Regions from separate parts of the Mus musculus genome. Here regions 1 and 3 are each linked to region 2. Evidence: chromatin contacts called from public promoter capture Hi-C data. All regions are on one chromosome and are shown on one strand. Each heading gives the region's core, a stretch centred on a gene start, on an enhancer-like site or on the middle of the called end of the contact. The rest is flanking DNA. Distances are from core to core; before and after follow the strand shown.

Region 1 (4,734 bases), core at 1,432-3,931, 810 kb before region 2:
ACACACACACACACACACACACACACACACAAAATCCCTTAAAGAATTACAGGAAAACACAACCAAACAGATGAAGGAATTGAACAAAACCACCCAGGATGTAAAAATGGAAATAGAAACAATAAAGAAACCACAAAGGTAGACAACACTGGAGATAGAAAACCTACGAAAGAGATCAGGAGTCATAGATACACATTACAAACAGAATACAAGAGATAGAAGAGAAAATCTCAGGTGCAGAAGATTCCATAGAGAACATTGGCACAACAATCAAAGAAAATGCAAAATGCAAAAAGCTCCTAACCCAAAACATCCAAGAAATCCAGAACACAACGAGAAGACCAAACCTAAGGATCATAGGTATAGAAGTGAGTGAAGATTTCCAACTTAAAGGGCCAGTAAATATCTTCAACAAAATTTTAGAAGAAAACTTCGCTAACCTAAAGAAAGAGATGCCCATGAACATACAAGAAGCCTATAGAACTCCAAAAAGACTGGATGAGAAAAGAAATCCTTCCTGTCACATAATAATCAAAACACCAAATGCACAAAACAAAGAAGGAATATTAAAAGCAGTAGCAGCAAAAGGTCAAGTAACATATAATGGTAGACCTATCAGAATTACACCAGACTTCTCACCAGAGACTATGAAAGCTAGAAGATCATGGGCAGATCTCATAAAGAGGTTAAAAGAACACAAATGTCAACCCAGAATATTATACTCAGCACACTCTCAATTACCATAAATGGAGAAACCAAGATAGTCCATGACAAAACCAAATTTACACAATATCCTTCCACAAATCCAGTCCTACAAAGGATAATAAATGGAAAATGCCAACACAAGGAGGGAAACTACACCCCAAAAAAAGCAAGAAAGTAATGTTCTCTCAACAAACCCAAAAGAAGATAACCACACAAACATAAAAATAACATCAATAACAGGGAGCCAGACTAACCAGAGGGCACAGAGACCATACCCAAACTAACAAAATCAGAAATGAAAAGAGAGATATAACAACAGAAACCAAGGGCCTCTCCTCTCATTGATGGCCGACTAGGCCATCCTCTGCTACATATGCAACTAGAAACATTATGTCTGGGGGTACTAGTTAGTTCATAGGCCCGTGGTCTTGGGAAGATTATATGCCCTAGTAAAGGGGAATGCCAGGGCCAGGAAGCAGAAGTGGGTGGGTTGGGGAGCAGAGTAGGGGGAGGATATAAGGGACTTTCAGAGAGGAAACTAGGAAAGGGGATAGCATTTGAAATGTAAGTGAAGAAAATATCTAATTAAAAAAGTAAAAAACAAAAAATAAGAAAAAAGAAAAGAATATTGCAATGCTGAAAAAAAAAGAAACTGAGGAAATCCAAAATATCATCAGATCCTACTACAAAAGCCTGTTGCCAACAAAACTGGACAATCTGGATGAAATGGACAATTTTCTAGACAGATGCCAGGTAACAAAGTTAAATCAGGATCAGATAAACAATCTAACAGTCCCTTATCCCCTAAAGAAATAGAAACAGTCATATAAAGTTTGCGTGTCCAACTTTATATGCCCCAGTACAGGGGAACGCCAGGGCCAAAAAGGGGGAGTGGGTGGGTAGAGGAGTGGGGGTGGGTGGGTATGGGGGACTTTTGGTATAGCATTGGAAATGTAAATGAGCTAAATACCTAATAAAAAATGGAAAAAAAAAAGAAATAGAAACAGTCATTACTAGTCTCCCAACCAAAACAAGAAACAAAAAAACAAAAAACAAAACTTTGATTTTACAGGGAAAAAAAGAGGCAAACTCTCTTAGTAGTGGTTAAATTATCATAAATTAGACTGTAAAATATTTATTACTCAGTGAATAATAAAGAGCATATGATGGCTTCTTTCACATGTCAATTTCACCACCTAAGTTATAAAGATGTTATATTGTGGGTGAGTCTGTGACTGTGTTTCCAGAGATTAGGATTTTAGAATTTGAATCAGATGACTTCATAAAAAGATCCAGCCAGTGTGAGTGGGTCCAGCATTCTGAATGGCTGAATGCAACAAAAGAGAGAAGGGACTGAGTCTACTCTCTTCCTGAGATGGGACATTTGGTCATCTTCTCCTGGCCCTGCCATTATTGCTCCGGTTATCAGACCCTCAAGCTTGACCTAGAATTAACTTCCATCAGTTCCAGAGTTCTTTGGTCCTCAAAAACCCAGACTGTGGAATTTTAACTGAATTTTACCATCACTGGTTCTCCAGCTTATTGACAGAAAGTGATGAGACTTCTCAGGTTGTTTATGTACTTTTGGTTCTGTTCTATAAAGAGAAGAAAAGGGAAATAGTCGGAGCTATAGGAAACAGTTACAAAATATAATAAGGGGTAGTATTCAGAATATATAAATAGCACACAGAACTCAATAAGAAAATCACAACTATCTCATTGGAAAATAGATAGACTTTTAAAGTCACCTCACATAGGAAGATAAGCAAAAGATTAGTAAACATATGAAAATGTGCTTACTTCCATTTATTATCTAAAAATGAAACTGAACTACAGTGAGCCAGAGCTTGGTGATACATGTAGTCCTAGCATTCCAGAGGCAAAGGCAGAAGGGCAGCTGTAAGCTCCACACTACCCTGATCTACATAGTGATTTCCAGCCATCTGGGGCTACATAAAGAGACACTGTGTTATGTGATAGTTACCTGCTGACTTGATTTGGATCTGGAATCACTTAAAGACAAGCTAAACAGCACATCTACAGAGGGTTGTGGTCTGAGTTCATTAAGGTGGAAAGACTCACAGTAAAAATGGGCAGTGGCAATCTCTGGGTTTGAGTCCATAAATATATATAAAAGAGAACGTAAACTGATTCATGACTGAAGATGCAGTGTGGCCAGGTCCCTCTAACTCATGCCCCTGTGACCTCTGTGTTATCATGGCCTACAACATGCACCTGTGAGCCACAGTACACCCTTCCTTATATTGCATTTGTCCAGCTATTTTTATCACAGTAACAGGAAAAAATAAAAAAATTGTTTCAAAAATTAAAAAAACAAACAAAAACTCAAATAAATATAAGTACAATGAAATGACATACATGTAGTAACAAAGTCAAACTTTAATAAAATTAACATATAAAATTTAGTAAATATGTAAATGTCAAGGTATGTGTAACATACGAAGCATTCATAGCATGTACTGCTAATTGTTTCCTGCTTCAGAGATGGTGGGACCCGGGATAAAGAAACAGATAAATTAGGCAGGCTGATGTCCCGTGAACCAGCCAATCTTATTAAGCATCAGACAGTTTGTACTCTGATGATTAAGAGGAGTCATTGAGCAAAGTGTACCATCTCAGGGACAAGTTGCACGTGGCAGCCAAGCCACACGTGGCAAAAACATGCTTTCCGATAGAGGTATGTATCCTGGGAGCTTAACTATGGCTCAGGAGAAAGGCTATTGGGTTTCATCCTCTTTATCTCCCTTGGTCCATATCTAATTATCAGCCCACAGCCTGTTCACTTTTCTTTAAAATTTCACCTTAGTTAAGCAGTATTAGAAGTCATGTTTTCTGCAGAAGGAGTCTCAACTCTGTTAGCAGCTGGTTTCCCATGGGGTTCTCTCATTTGTTCATCTAGTGAGACAAAGCACTGGCCCTTCCTTCTAGAAGAATGTTAGTAAAGACAGTGTGTCCTTCGTGAGCAGAGGGCCTGACATGTGCTCCGGGGTGTGGAAGATATAGATATCATCTTCCTCTGAAGCAATAATGGCTGATACTTCCCACCATACTCCTTTTGAATAGAGTAAGACCTAAACAGGAGCTAGCTCACCAAGGGTGGTAAGGAAAGGGAGCCCACGGTGAAAACTGCAGGTTAGTTGCAAAGGTGAAATGGGTGCTAGAGTAGCACAAAATGTTAAAGCTGAAATAAGGATGAGAAGACTGAAGATAAGTAAGAGAGAGTGCTTGCACTTAGATATGAGCAGACTGGCTGAGAGATAAGAAGGATTGGAGCTCTAGGAAGTGAGGTCAATGTTAGTAGCTGGCAGGCACTCCTGCAGCCCTAGGAACATATGCAAGGCACTGTTCTGCTCCTATATATCCTTGCTTCTAATTCTGATGTAATTAAATGGAACCAATTAAACTGTGGGTATGGACGGCCTCTAACAAATTTCTACCTGTCTCACTCACCCCAAGACCATCCCACAGACAAGGAACTAGACATGAGGTGACCAAAAGGACTGTCAACTAAATGTAGCTATGAACGTGTTAACCCACTGCACACACACATCCTAATAAAATGAGAAGCTGATTGTGTAAATGAGAGAACAAAGAATGGATAGTCAACACTCAGAAATACCCTGTCAAGGTCTATGGTGGGAACAATACCCAGGAATAACAGATAACAGTCAAGGTCAGAAGTCAAGGTCAGAAGCTAACAAGGCACTCGTCAGAGAGAGACTGAGGAGACTTCAGCCTCCCTAGCTGGAAGACAGTCAGCTGGCAAACAGAGAACCAACATCTCCTCCTAATGTTTACATTCACTGTCTGTTCTCTCTGATGTCTGTATTTTCAATCTTCGTCAGAGTAAAACCACAAACTTGAGAGCCACTATCTTGAGATGAATTTTGATGGATATTGAGTGTCTGACACTGTAAGTCACCGGGTCACATGCATCTTAAGGGAGACAGGACTGTCACGCTTAAAACTCTGTAACAACACCTACTGTATATACAAGCATCATCTGGC
Region 2 (5,108 bases), core at 547-3,046:
CATGGTGCCTTCAGGTACCAAGAAACCTAGTCCTCAGGGAGCTTATATTCAAATCGGTGCTAGCTCAGGGTACTGAAGCTGTTCTTATTTCAAGGGGTAAACAATTGTACTCTCTTTTGGGAATAGTTTACTCTTCAGCTCTTTTCAAGAACCTAATGCTTTTTACCTTGGGCTATTTTGCTGTTCTCCTTTCTCTGAATACAAAGTTAGGAGACCAGCATGATACAAATCATGATGTTTCAGTCAGAGGGCAATTTAAGATTTAAAAAAAAAATGTATCTACAGGAAAATCCCACCTCTAGACCCAGCTTCTCACTGAATTTAAATAGTGCAAGAAACCTGACGAACAGAAGGAATTTGGTCCACCACTGTAAAACTGAAAAAAATAACTGTTCCTGAAGGATCAGAGAAATAAGAGAGAAGGCACACAGCCGCTTGCTGGGCTGTGTATTGGGACTGAGGACTGACAGGGGGTAATGATTTTCTCCCCTCACGGTATTACCAGGGAATTTGATGTCTTTATATTTTGTAAAGGTCATGCCATATGACTTCCAGAAGCCATGATCAAAACCAACAAAAACACCTGGCTTTTCCCATACGGAACTTGGAAAACGCTCTGGCTCTACTTGGGGGTGAGGGCCCAACTGCTTGAAGGCCTATACCTGCAATTAGTGTATGTCTACACCTGGAAGTAGACAACCTGAAAAACCTGCTGAAAAACACCCTCTCACCTATGAAAATACAACATGTTAATTAATATTCGCCACCAGCGGCCACTTGCTCTGTCCTCTAGTTTATGTTTAGGCCAGGCTTAACTATAGAAAAATATCAGGCATTATTTTAGGGTCTAGGTCAGTCTAAACGTGTTCTATTAGACAATAACAACGAAAATCTATATTGTAGTATCTTCCTTCTCTAGAGTCCTCTGGGGTTTGGATTGGTTTTATCTTCCTTATCTTGCCTTCATCCCCTTGTGAGCAACTACAAGGAAAAAGAAGGCCTGCAGGACTCTTGACAGAACCTGGAATCTCTTTACCCTGTCTTCTCTCATTCGTAACCACAAGGGAGGGCCCTCATCAGACTAGTCACGTGTACCTTCCCACACTGTGACCTCGATGGGTTCTTTGAAGTGAATGCTGGAATTCAGTCTGAGTTATCCTTTTTTATGCAACCAGGGTTACCAGTCTGTGGAATGCTGCCACCCACAGTTACTGGGGGTCTCCATAGCTCAAGTAATCTAATCTAGATAAATTTCACATACATGTCTAGAGGCTCTCTCCTAGATGATTCTAGATCCTTTCAAGTTGACAATATAAACAACACGAGAAGCACCTCAGCCGGCAAATTAATATTTAGCAATACAGAGACAGCATGCCAGCATTTTGAAACTCCTGAGAAAGTAACGGATTCAGTAATTTATTCCTTATTACTACTCACAGAGGAACCTATTTTGAACATGACAGAATTAAAGTCACCTATAAAACTATTTGTTTCACATATGCCTGCTAGTCGGGATAGTTATATTTGTAAAGCACATCTTTAAAAATTAGAAAACGAAGTGATCAAAGGAACGTGTGCTCAAACCTGTCACCTGGCACAGGGTAGTAGTGCAGGGCGACTCAGCGCGTTCCGGCACCGGCCAGGGGACCTGCGCAAAGACGACTTCCTCCCGGACACCAAGGAGGAAGCGGAAGTGCCAGCTCTGCGTAGCCTTGGAGACGCGGGGAGGCGTAGTCGCCTCGTAACGAGACCTTTGACCCGCGCTCGGCAGCCTCGGAGGCGGAGCAGCCGAGACTCCTGAAGAGGCGGTGGAGGCAGCCGCGGGTCGCAGCCGCGATGGAGGTAACGGTGGGCGTCGCGCCGCCCCGCTGGCCCGCTGTGCCGCTCGAGGGGTGGGAGGGCATGGGAGCACCCTGTCCCCGCCCTCGCGCCCAGACCCCCGCCGCGGCGCTTGGCATTGAACCTGGTGCTGGCTCCGGCCGTGGCGACGGCCCAGCTCCGGTCCCTACCGCCTAAAGGGGTCCTCCTCTGCACAGATTTGTTTGGCCGCGCCTTGTACCTGGAATTGGGATGAGCTCTTTTTATGGTTTGTTTTACAGGATTCTGCTCCAGATGCCGTAGCTGCAGCACCCTCCGGGACCCCGAAATCCAAGGTGAGGAGAGCACTCAGCCGCCTGGTTCCCTGTAGCGCATAAGGTTAATGAATCGGAAAACTTTGGCATGGGGAGAATTATTTAAAAAAAAAAAAAAAAAAAAAAAAGAACTAACCTTTCCTCAGGGAGTTTCATTTTAATTTACTTACAGATTTCCTGTTCTTTTTTAAATTTCCTGATGTGCGAGCAGTTTGTTTACTTCCTGCTCCTTGTTAGCACGATGCTGTATTTCAAACATTTAGCTAGTCTGTTTAATGAAAGTTTACACAGTGACACGAAGCCGAGGGGATTAGATAAGAGGCAGGAAGAAGCAAGGAACTATATCCTGTTGGCTCCAGCTCCAGAGTTGAGGGTGGAATAAGGTTGTTCTTACAGCACTGTGCAATGTTTTATGCTAAGTGATTCAGAAAGGTAGGGGCACAATTTATTACCAAAATGTAGTGTTTGAAGACTGATTTCTAGGCATTTGCTGAAGTAACAGATTCTTTCAGGTAAGCTTCCTGAAATACGTATCTTCCCTATTCTCATTCTGCAGATGAGGAAACGTTGTGCACAAAGATTAAGTAATTTTCAGTTAGTAAACCCTAATATTTTAGTTGAAGTCTAAATGTGACCCGATTCACCTGTGAATGTAGTTATGTTGTTAGCTTCCAACAGAATGAGTTCTACAGCTCGAGAAATCTTGAGTTCCAAGCCCTTCTTGTACAGCTAGAGAACTCAGTGTTCTCTGTAAGAGTTTTGTGCTGGGGTTTTGGTTTGATTTTCCATTCACCTAATTACTTTTAGTTATTGAAGTTACGTTTCTCAATTTAAAAAATGTGACTGGCTCAACTGTTTAGAGTGTCTCTCTTTGGTTTTCGGCAGACACTGTGTTTCTTTTGGTGGCCGTACTAAAAGCATGGGTTTTAAAACTCAATAATACGACTCCATCTTTCAGCTAGAAACGTTGCCCAGAGAAGATCTCATCAAGTTTGCCAAGAAGCAAATGATGCTCCTGCAGAAAGCCAAAGCAAGGTGTACAGGTACTGGGTTTAAATCAGAGCTTTTCAGTAGACCACCATGCCTAGCCCTGCAGTTGCCTTTGAATAAGTAAAGGAACAAATGAATTTTTAATTCAGTGTGTGTGTGCGCGCGTGTTTTGCCTATATGTATGTCTTTGTTAGAGTTTTGGATTCCCTGGAACTGTAGTTACAGTTGTGAGCCACCATGTGGGTTCTGGAAATTGAAGCCAGGTCCTCTGGAAGAGCAGCCAGTGTTCTTAACCACTGAGCCACCTCTCCACCCCAAGAGGAATATCTTTTTTTTTGAGGGGGGTGGGGGTGGGGGTTCGAGACAGGGTTTCTCTGTGTATCCCTGGCTGTCCTGGAACTCACTCTGTAAACCAGGCTGGCCTCGAACTCAGAAATCCGCCTGCCTCTGCCTCCCAAGTGCTGGAATTTAAAGGCGTGCACCACCACCATCCGGCTGGAATATCTTTTTAATAGTAAAATGAAACCCTTTTTTACTTCGTATGAGTTGTAAATTTTTCTAAATTAAATATGTCTTTTAGAGAAATCAGCTGAAATGTAAAAGGCACAAGGTGTAATCCTCCAGACATTCTGGGAAGTTGGAAGTATAGGCACATGCTGGAGTTGGTCGATGCCCCATTTAAGAACTCTTGAATTCTCATTAACTTAAAATTTTAAACGCCAAGGGTTTGTTCTTCTTGTTGTTTTCCTAACCAGAACAGATAGAGTTTATTTTTAGAAATTGAAACAGTTTGTACTCAAGTAATTTATTTGGGGAGATGACCTAAGCTTTGGAACTAGACCTGTATTGATGAAATAGATTAATACACGTGTTTGATAGAAATTTAGTTATTGCTTTGAGATTATACAGCAAATATTTACAACAAAAATAATAGAATGTATGGGACATGCTTCCAAGTTTTCAGGGTAGTTTGTCATAGGGGTGCACACACCTGGTTTCTGATTTTCTAGCGGCTAAGACAGAAGCATCCGTTGAGCCCAGGATTTCAACACCAGCTTGGGCAACATAGCAAGCCCTCTACGTCTATGTGGACGGATAAGGAAAGACAGGAAAGGAAGAAGACGTGAGTACAGCTTCAGATGAAGCGCAGGTACTCATGTGCACTAAAGCAGGGGAGTGGGAAGGTAGGCCGCTCTTCCAAAGGAAGTTGTTCATAGTAAGCGGGAGAAGAAAAACGACTGCTGCTGTTTGGATGGAGTTCCCATTTCTCTGAGTACTCACTTCTTAAATCCATTCTAATTTATAGGCTTGGGATTCTCAGCATGTACTTGTCAGTTTAGGAGTAATTATTTTCTTGATTTTTGACCTGGAATCTCTTTTATTATTTAGAATTAGACAAAGAAGTTGAAGAACTCAAATCAAAACCTGTTGATGGAGGAACTGATGATATTATTAAGGTAATGAGGCAATTTTTGTTTACTTATAGGAAATGCCCAGTAATAGATAAAATCTTTGTGAGGACTGTCTCCCTGCTGCAGACACTCTTGCTCTTCGTTTGATCTCCTCATCACTGGCCTTGGTTTAGCCTACTAGTTGTTTAACTCAGAGTGAAGGGGACATGACTCACTTCAAACAAAGAGTCGGCAGTCCTCCCTGACTGTCGTTAGTACTAAAGTACCTTTCCTGCTCTGATCTCCCTAGAAAACTTGGCCATATGTAGCACTTCCATCACATGCAGATAGATTTATACTTGGCTGCCGACCCACATTTGATAGCTTCCATTCTAGCCTCCTCAGGCAGTGTGGGGGATGGTAACACATTCCCTTTGTAATCTCAACTAACCTTGCCAGGTCCCTACCACTAGGTGTCATTATTAGTTTTTGTACCATTTAACTTTTGAGTTGCTTTCCTTCCTATTTCCTTTATCCTGCACCTGTAACAGTCACCACAGACCTGTTGCAGTTTCAGGAGATGGCTCCAGTGTGT
Region 3 (5,024 bases), core at 1,777-4,276, 530 kb before region 2:
TTGTGTAGATAAGCATTTGGCCATGGCCATCATGTCTGAGGCAATGTTAACTGACTGGGGATAGAGTTGGGGCCTGAGGATCAATTCTGCTTTCAAGATGGTATCACCCACTCCTTCACAAGCTATAGATAAGAAACCTCAACTGAAACCAATTCCTCATGGGTAAGGGTTCTTACAAACTACCAAATATTTAAGATAATATCTGTGTCTGTCTCATACTATCTCTCTTATACACACACACACACACACACACACACACACACACAGACACACACACACAGACACACACACACACACACAATGCAAGACAGAGGGAGAATTTTAAACAGGGAAAATTCCCTGTTAAAAATCAATGAAGAACAGTAACTAAAGGAGGCATATATGCAGCTAGCTACATATATCAACAGGATTTTATAATTCTTAATAATCCATGCCGTTTTGATTTTGGTGTTAACAGGACTGTGATTCTATACAATGTTAGATTAGTGGTTATGCAGCTTTAAATCAGTCATGGAATCTCTCATTCTTGATGGCTACATCCATAAAATCTAGATCATATCTCATTGCCTTATAGAATTATAGCAAAGTTTAATGAGGTGATAGACACAAAATAGCTGTAGATATTATTGAAGAAATGCTGGTGTCTCTGTTAGGAATTTCAAGAGAACTCTAGCAAGAAGGTCCTTCTTCTGAGAATAATGAGGCAACATAGGAGGAAGGTCAGGTCAACTATAGGGAAAGGTGACAAATGATGCAAATATCACTTGTCAGTGAACTTATCACAGGAACAGAGAGAAGTTTACCCACTATCTGTCTAGATAATGCTATGAATCAGACAGGGTGATTGCCATAGCTGATTTGTAGAAGTGAAACTGTGACTTATAAATTTAAATGAGTTGTCCACTGTCACCTTGTAACTCTGTAATCAGGTGGATTCTTTTGAACTAATTAATAGTCCAGTGTTCATTATACTTCTCTGAGCCATCAATGCCCAGACACTTAGCAAGTACCAAACAGCTGAAAGTCTAATTCCAGATTGTGTCTGCAAACCTCGTATGATGCTCACAAAAGGAGACTAGCTAGCACAGTAAGAGAAGGCCTCTTTTAGGGCACTTTCAGATGACCACGAAGCTCCTGAGAACATGTGGGGCACCACAGGAATTATTACATGCCGTGAGCAAGAGCTGTGTTCCTAATTCCAGATCAGCATGTGTGCATACTCTCATTTTTTTATTATCATTTTCATAGTGGAAATCAATTGTCTATGAAAAGCTTTCCTTCAACTACTATGAGAAGGCTGGCTTGGTTTCCTCAGGCCAGAGTTTGCTATGTCATAAACACCAAAGAGGATCAAACCCATTCTTTGGTGGACACTGGGCACATTTTGCGTTCTGAGGTAATTTGTCAGAAAATTTAAACCTGTGCTTTCCCTCCGAGGAAAAAAGCCCTGCTTTTTTCGGGGGTGCGGGGGGCTCTGTTGCCACCAAAGGCCAGGTGAACTTTCCTGGTCTGGGATTGAACCCAGGCACATATCTGAGGGCTGTGCAGAACTGGCCCCATCCTTTTCCTGGACATCCATGGGAGAGCTAGCCCTGAAGGCATGGGAGTATGAGAGATGTTCCTGTTCCTCACAACTACACTAGGGAGAGTGGGCCTTGTTCCTCACCTGAGCTGCACAGTAGAGTTGACCCTAGTGATGGGGGTGCCAGCGAGCTGGCCCCAAGGGTATGAATGTAGGAGAGCTGGCACCAACGGTGTGAGTCAAGGAGAGCTGGACCAATAACTTTTCTGCCTTGAGGCAACATGGGCTAGAAAGAGATACTCTCCCCAACCCTAAGTCTTTGTCCCTTATGACTAGTGACTGGTGGGAGAGCTGGCCGTGGAGTCATGAGAAAAGAAGAGCAGAGTGGGCCCTGCTCCTCACCTGCTGCAGCACTTGGGAGAGCGGGCTCTGCACCTCATCAGGGCATCACAGAAGAGCTGGTGCCAGACATGGGGATTATAGGTGATCAGGCCCAAGGGGGTGAAGACAGGAGAGCTGGTCCTGCCTCTTGTCTTCTTGTGGTGCATGGATGAGGGAGAGATGTCCCTCACCACCTATGAGAGGTAGTTTCAGTGAACATTTGCAAGCAAAGTAGTATGGACAAAAGGGTATACTGTGGGACACACTGCGACACAGTAGAGCTTCTACAAGATGTCTTTTTCCTCTGTTGGCGGGGAAGGGTGCAAGGTTGGAGGGTGAGTATAAAGGGAGGGACAGATGAGTGGGATTGGGGTACATGATGTGAAATTCATAAAGAACCAGTAAAAAGTAAAAAAAAAAAAAAAAAAAAAAAACCAACCCTGAACACACACACACACACACACACACACACAGAGCAAGGCCTTGCTAGCACATGACCTTGCTACCTACTCAGCAAATTCAGCAAATTCCTTCTGCCATCACAACTTCTGAGTTACAGCTCAATATCAATTTTTAGGAAGACTTAGAAAAAAAAATCTTAGTTGAAAGACAGTGAGTTTAGATTTTTTTCAGGATATATAATAACTGCTACCTCCTATACAACAAATGGTTTCTGAAGAGTTGTCAGAGAAGCATTACTACTAAGGACTACTGTAAGTCATTCCTATGACTAGCAATGAACTGTGTCCACTCAAAGGCAAGCAAAACTGTGTCTAGCATAAACCTGAGCATACTGAAACCTATCTGAATCAGCACAAATGACGTCACAACTGTGGAGGGGAAAGCCTCAGACATAAAATAGGGTTTATTTCTAAAGAATAAGGAAACGTGCTTTGTTTATTCCCCACAATTACAGTGATTTGGTTTCAGCTCAAATAAGTACCACAAACAAATACTCTGGGAGTGGCCACTCCAGTCTGTCGCATTGGTTGCCAAACCCCGGGTTGGCTGATTCTTTCATAGAAAAAGCAGAACAAAAAATGTTCAGGCCTACTACACCCTCAAGCGTTCAAGTGTTGCTTTGGGATCCGGGGTTATTTATAGCAATCTGGTTCACAGAAGTACTTCCTGCCCTATTCAGCAAATGCTCACGTGGGCATCTTAGAGCCAAGGCACAGACACTGCTATTGTGCCACCCGAGATCAGCTCTCCAAGCCTGTAGCGGTTTTGATGTAGCCATTGGTCTTTGAGGTGACCCTTTTTACTTCTGAATAGCACATTTTTTAATGTGTACATTCTATCTATAGATTCTGTGATGAGGACAGATTCATCAGAGATGACTGATGTGGAATCTGTGATCACCAGCTTTGCGTCCTCAGCAAGGGCAGGCCGCCGCAATGCCTTACCCGACATCCAGAGTTCACTGGCTACAAGTGGATCCTCTGATCTTCCACTGAAACTGGAAGCGTTGGCCGTGAAGGAAGGTAAAACTCCTAATTCCTGGAAATAAAACCCTCGCTTTGTCTCTCTTTTTCAATCTTTTTCTCTGGAGCAGCCTTTTAACTAGTTATAGCCGATCGCTTTTCTTCTTGACCAAAAGCTCTCAGGTTCAAGTGCATTTCTATGCCTTTCTGAAACTAGGCAATTTCATGTCCTAAGGGTGAACATAAAAATTGGTGCTCTGTCTATTGGATGTGCATGATCACATGATAGGATTCTAGGTTCCACCTCCAGTACAGAATTAATTAGGTGGCCATGACTATTAATCCTTGCATTGGATCTGAGTACTGAGACTCATAATAGCTCATTACCTGTCTCAATCTGCCAGTTATAGTTTGAGAACCTAATACAGAAGCTAGTGCCCTCTGTATCTTCTAACATTACAAGAGGCAGTGGGAGGCGATCCCAGTCACAAGGTATCCTTTCTTACTTCTATCATTGCTATGTTGCCTACCATTCAATTTCATGACTGCTAAATGCAAAGAACTCCAGTGATGAGTAGGGCAGATGTAAACTCCTACTGTCACAGATTTTTATAGTACAACAAGAGTGCTAGATTTTTAATGAATAAATATATAGTCTAAGAATGCTATGCTTTATCAGAAAACTGGAATGGGTGCTTTGTAGAAAGTTCATCAGTGACTACAGTACAGTAGAAATCAGAGCACCCATCACTGAAATCAGAATAACTTGTAAGGCAGAGGCAGGAGGATTGCTATTAGATGGTTGCTACCCTGGAATACACAGTGTAACATATATTTTATTCTCCTGTATAATTGTCATCTGGGATGCTTACTGTCTCAGTCTGCTAACCTAGGCCTAGTCCTGGAAGTTTCTAGCCTCTGTACAATCTTATCTAGAATGTTTTCAGCCTCTGAGACTTACTGCTGAATAAGCTTACCCTTTCTAGTTCTTTTTGAGCTCTGGCTGGTTCAACTCAACTGTTCAGGCTCAAACTCCTCTCCTAGTCTGGCTTCTCTTGTTTTCTCCAGAATTGCTGTTTGGACTGAAACTAACTCTAGCAATCTTTTTTAGCCTTCTCCATCCTTCTCATTCTCTTGCTCATTCTGTCTTTACCTGTGTCCAGCTTGTTCTTTCTTCAATTTGTCTCTGTAAAACTATCCTGGTAAAATTAGCCTCCTTTTCCCTCTCTGTGCTGCTCTACTCTCCCTCTCAACTGTACTGTACAGCTCTCCAGGAACTCTACTGTATTCCTGCTCTGTACTCCCTTCCTCCTGTACTGTCCGTCTCTCCCTTAAGTTGCTTCCTTTTCCTTCCTCTTCTCCTGAGAGTTGGGCATATTCTATTCTGTCAAATCTTTCTCTGATTCATCACTTTGTCTGCTACTCAATTAGACATCACATTCAAATGTGGGTGCTTGCTTTCTTTATGAAGTAACTTTACCTTCATTGCTTAGAATTAAATGTGTGTACTAAGGGGCATACATGTACTTCAGCCAGGAGGATTAAATGGATAGCTTAGGAGTGAGTCATATTCTAACTAGAAACAGGCTCAAATATGCTATAATAAAAGTAGGTTCCAGGATAGCCTGTGCTAGCTACAGTATAAGATTTTCTCAAACAAAACCAGCACAATGACAACATCAGTTTATGTACCAAGG

Evidence for each region. Promoter capture Hi-C pulls out the DNA fragments that hold promoters and counts their contacts.
Region 1: a promoter capture Hi-C map of second pharyngeal arch cranial neural crest shows a contact between it and region 2. The contact joins the enhancer-like site here to the promoter of Gcc2 in region 2. A contact is called at or near these places in 18 of 39 promoter capture datasets (3T3-L1-derived adipocytes, the C10 cell line, the HPC-7 cell line and 11 more), 1 of 15 datasets of contacts at CTCF or cohesin (the NIH/3T3 cell line), 3 of 484 Hi-C or Micro-C datasets (embryonic fibroblasts, embryonic stem cells and nephron progenitors), 24 of 115 datasets of contacts at active chromatin or transcription factors (PVALB interneurons, astrocytes, bone marrow-derived dendritic cells and 10 more) and 3 of 9 other capture datasets (embryonic stem cells, liver and macrophages).
Region 3: a promoter capture Hi-C map of macrophages shows a contact between it and region 2, with 6 read pairs. The contact joins the enhancer-like site here to the promoter of Gcc2 in region 2. A contact is called at or near these places in 10 of 39 promoter capture datasets (the HPC-7 cell line, cranial neural crest, embryonic stem cells and 7 more), 3 of 484 Hi-C or Micro-C datasets (cortical neurons, macrophages and stem cell-derived neural stem cells), 1 of 115 datasets of contacts at active chromatin or transcription factors (bone marrow-derived dendritic cells) and 1 of 9 other capture datasets (macrophages).

What each region holds. Positions count from the first base shown.
Region 1 is chr10:57,438,625-57,443,358 of GRCm38.p6, forward strand. No RefSeq gene overlaps it. Among named protein-coding and RNA genes, the nearest start is that of 4930467K11Rik, 45 kb to the right of the region's middle. Within about 2 kb of position 2,682, at least 12 of the 459 cell types and tissues checked have an H3K27ac peak or open chromatin away from gene starts, as enhancers often do. A contact at or near this core is called in second pharyngeal arch cranial neural crest, where this site is marked.
Region 2 is chr10:58,253,730-58,258,837 of GRCm38.p6, forward strand. It overlaps Gcc2 (GRIP and coiled-coil domain containing 2), which reads left to right and starts at 1,797. Exons shown (of 23, transcript NM_027375.2): 1 at 1,797-1,842; 2 at 2,100-2,153; 3 at 3,091-3,175; 4 at 4,512-4,579. The coding sequence starts at 1,837.
Region 3 is chr10:57,724,880-57,729,903 of GRCm38.p6, forward strand. It overlaps Pkib (protein kinase inhibitor beta, cAMP dependent, testis specific), which reads left to right. Exons shown (of 5, transcript NM_001039051.2): 4 at 3,211-3,387. The coding sequence starts at 3,219. Among named protein-coding and RNA genes, the nearest start is that of Fabp7, 58 kb to the right of the region's middle. Within about 2 kb of position 3,027, at least 95 of the 459 cell types and tissues checked have an H3K27ac peak or open chromatin away from gene starts, as enhancers often do. A contact at or near this core is called in bone marrow-derived dendritic cells, macrophages, neural stem cells and 1 more, where this site is marked.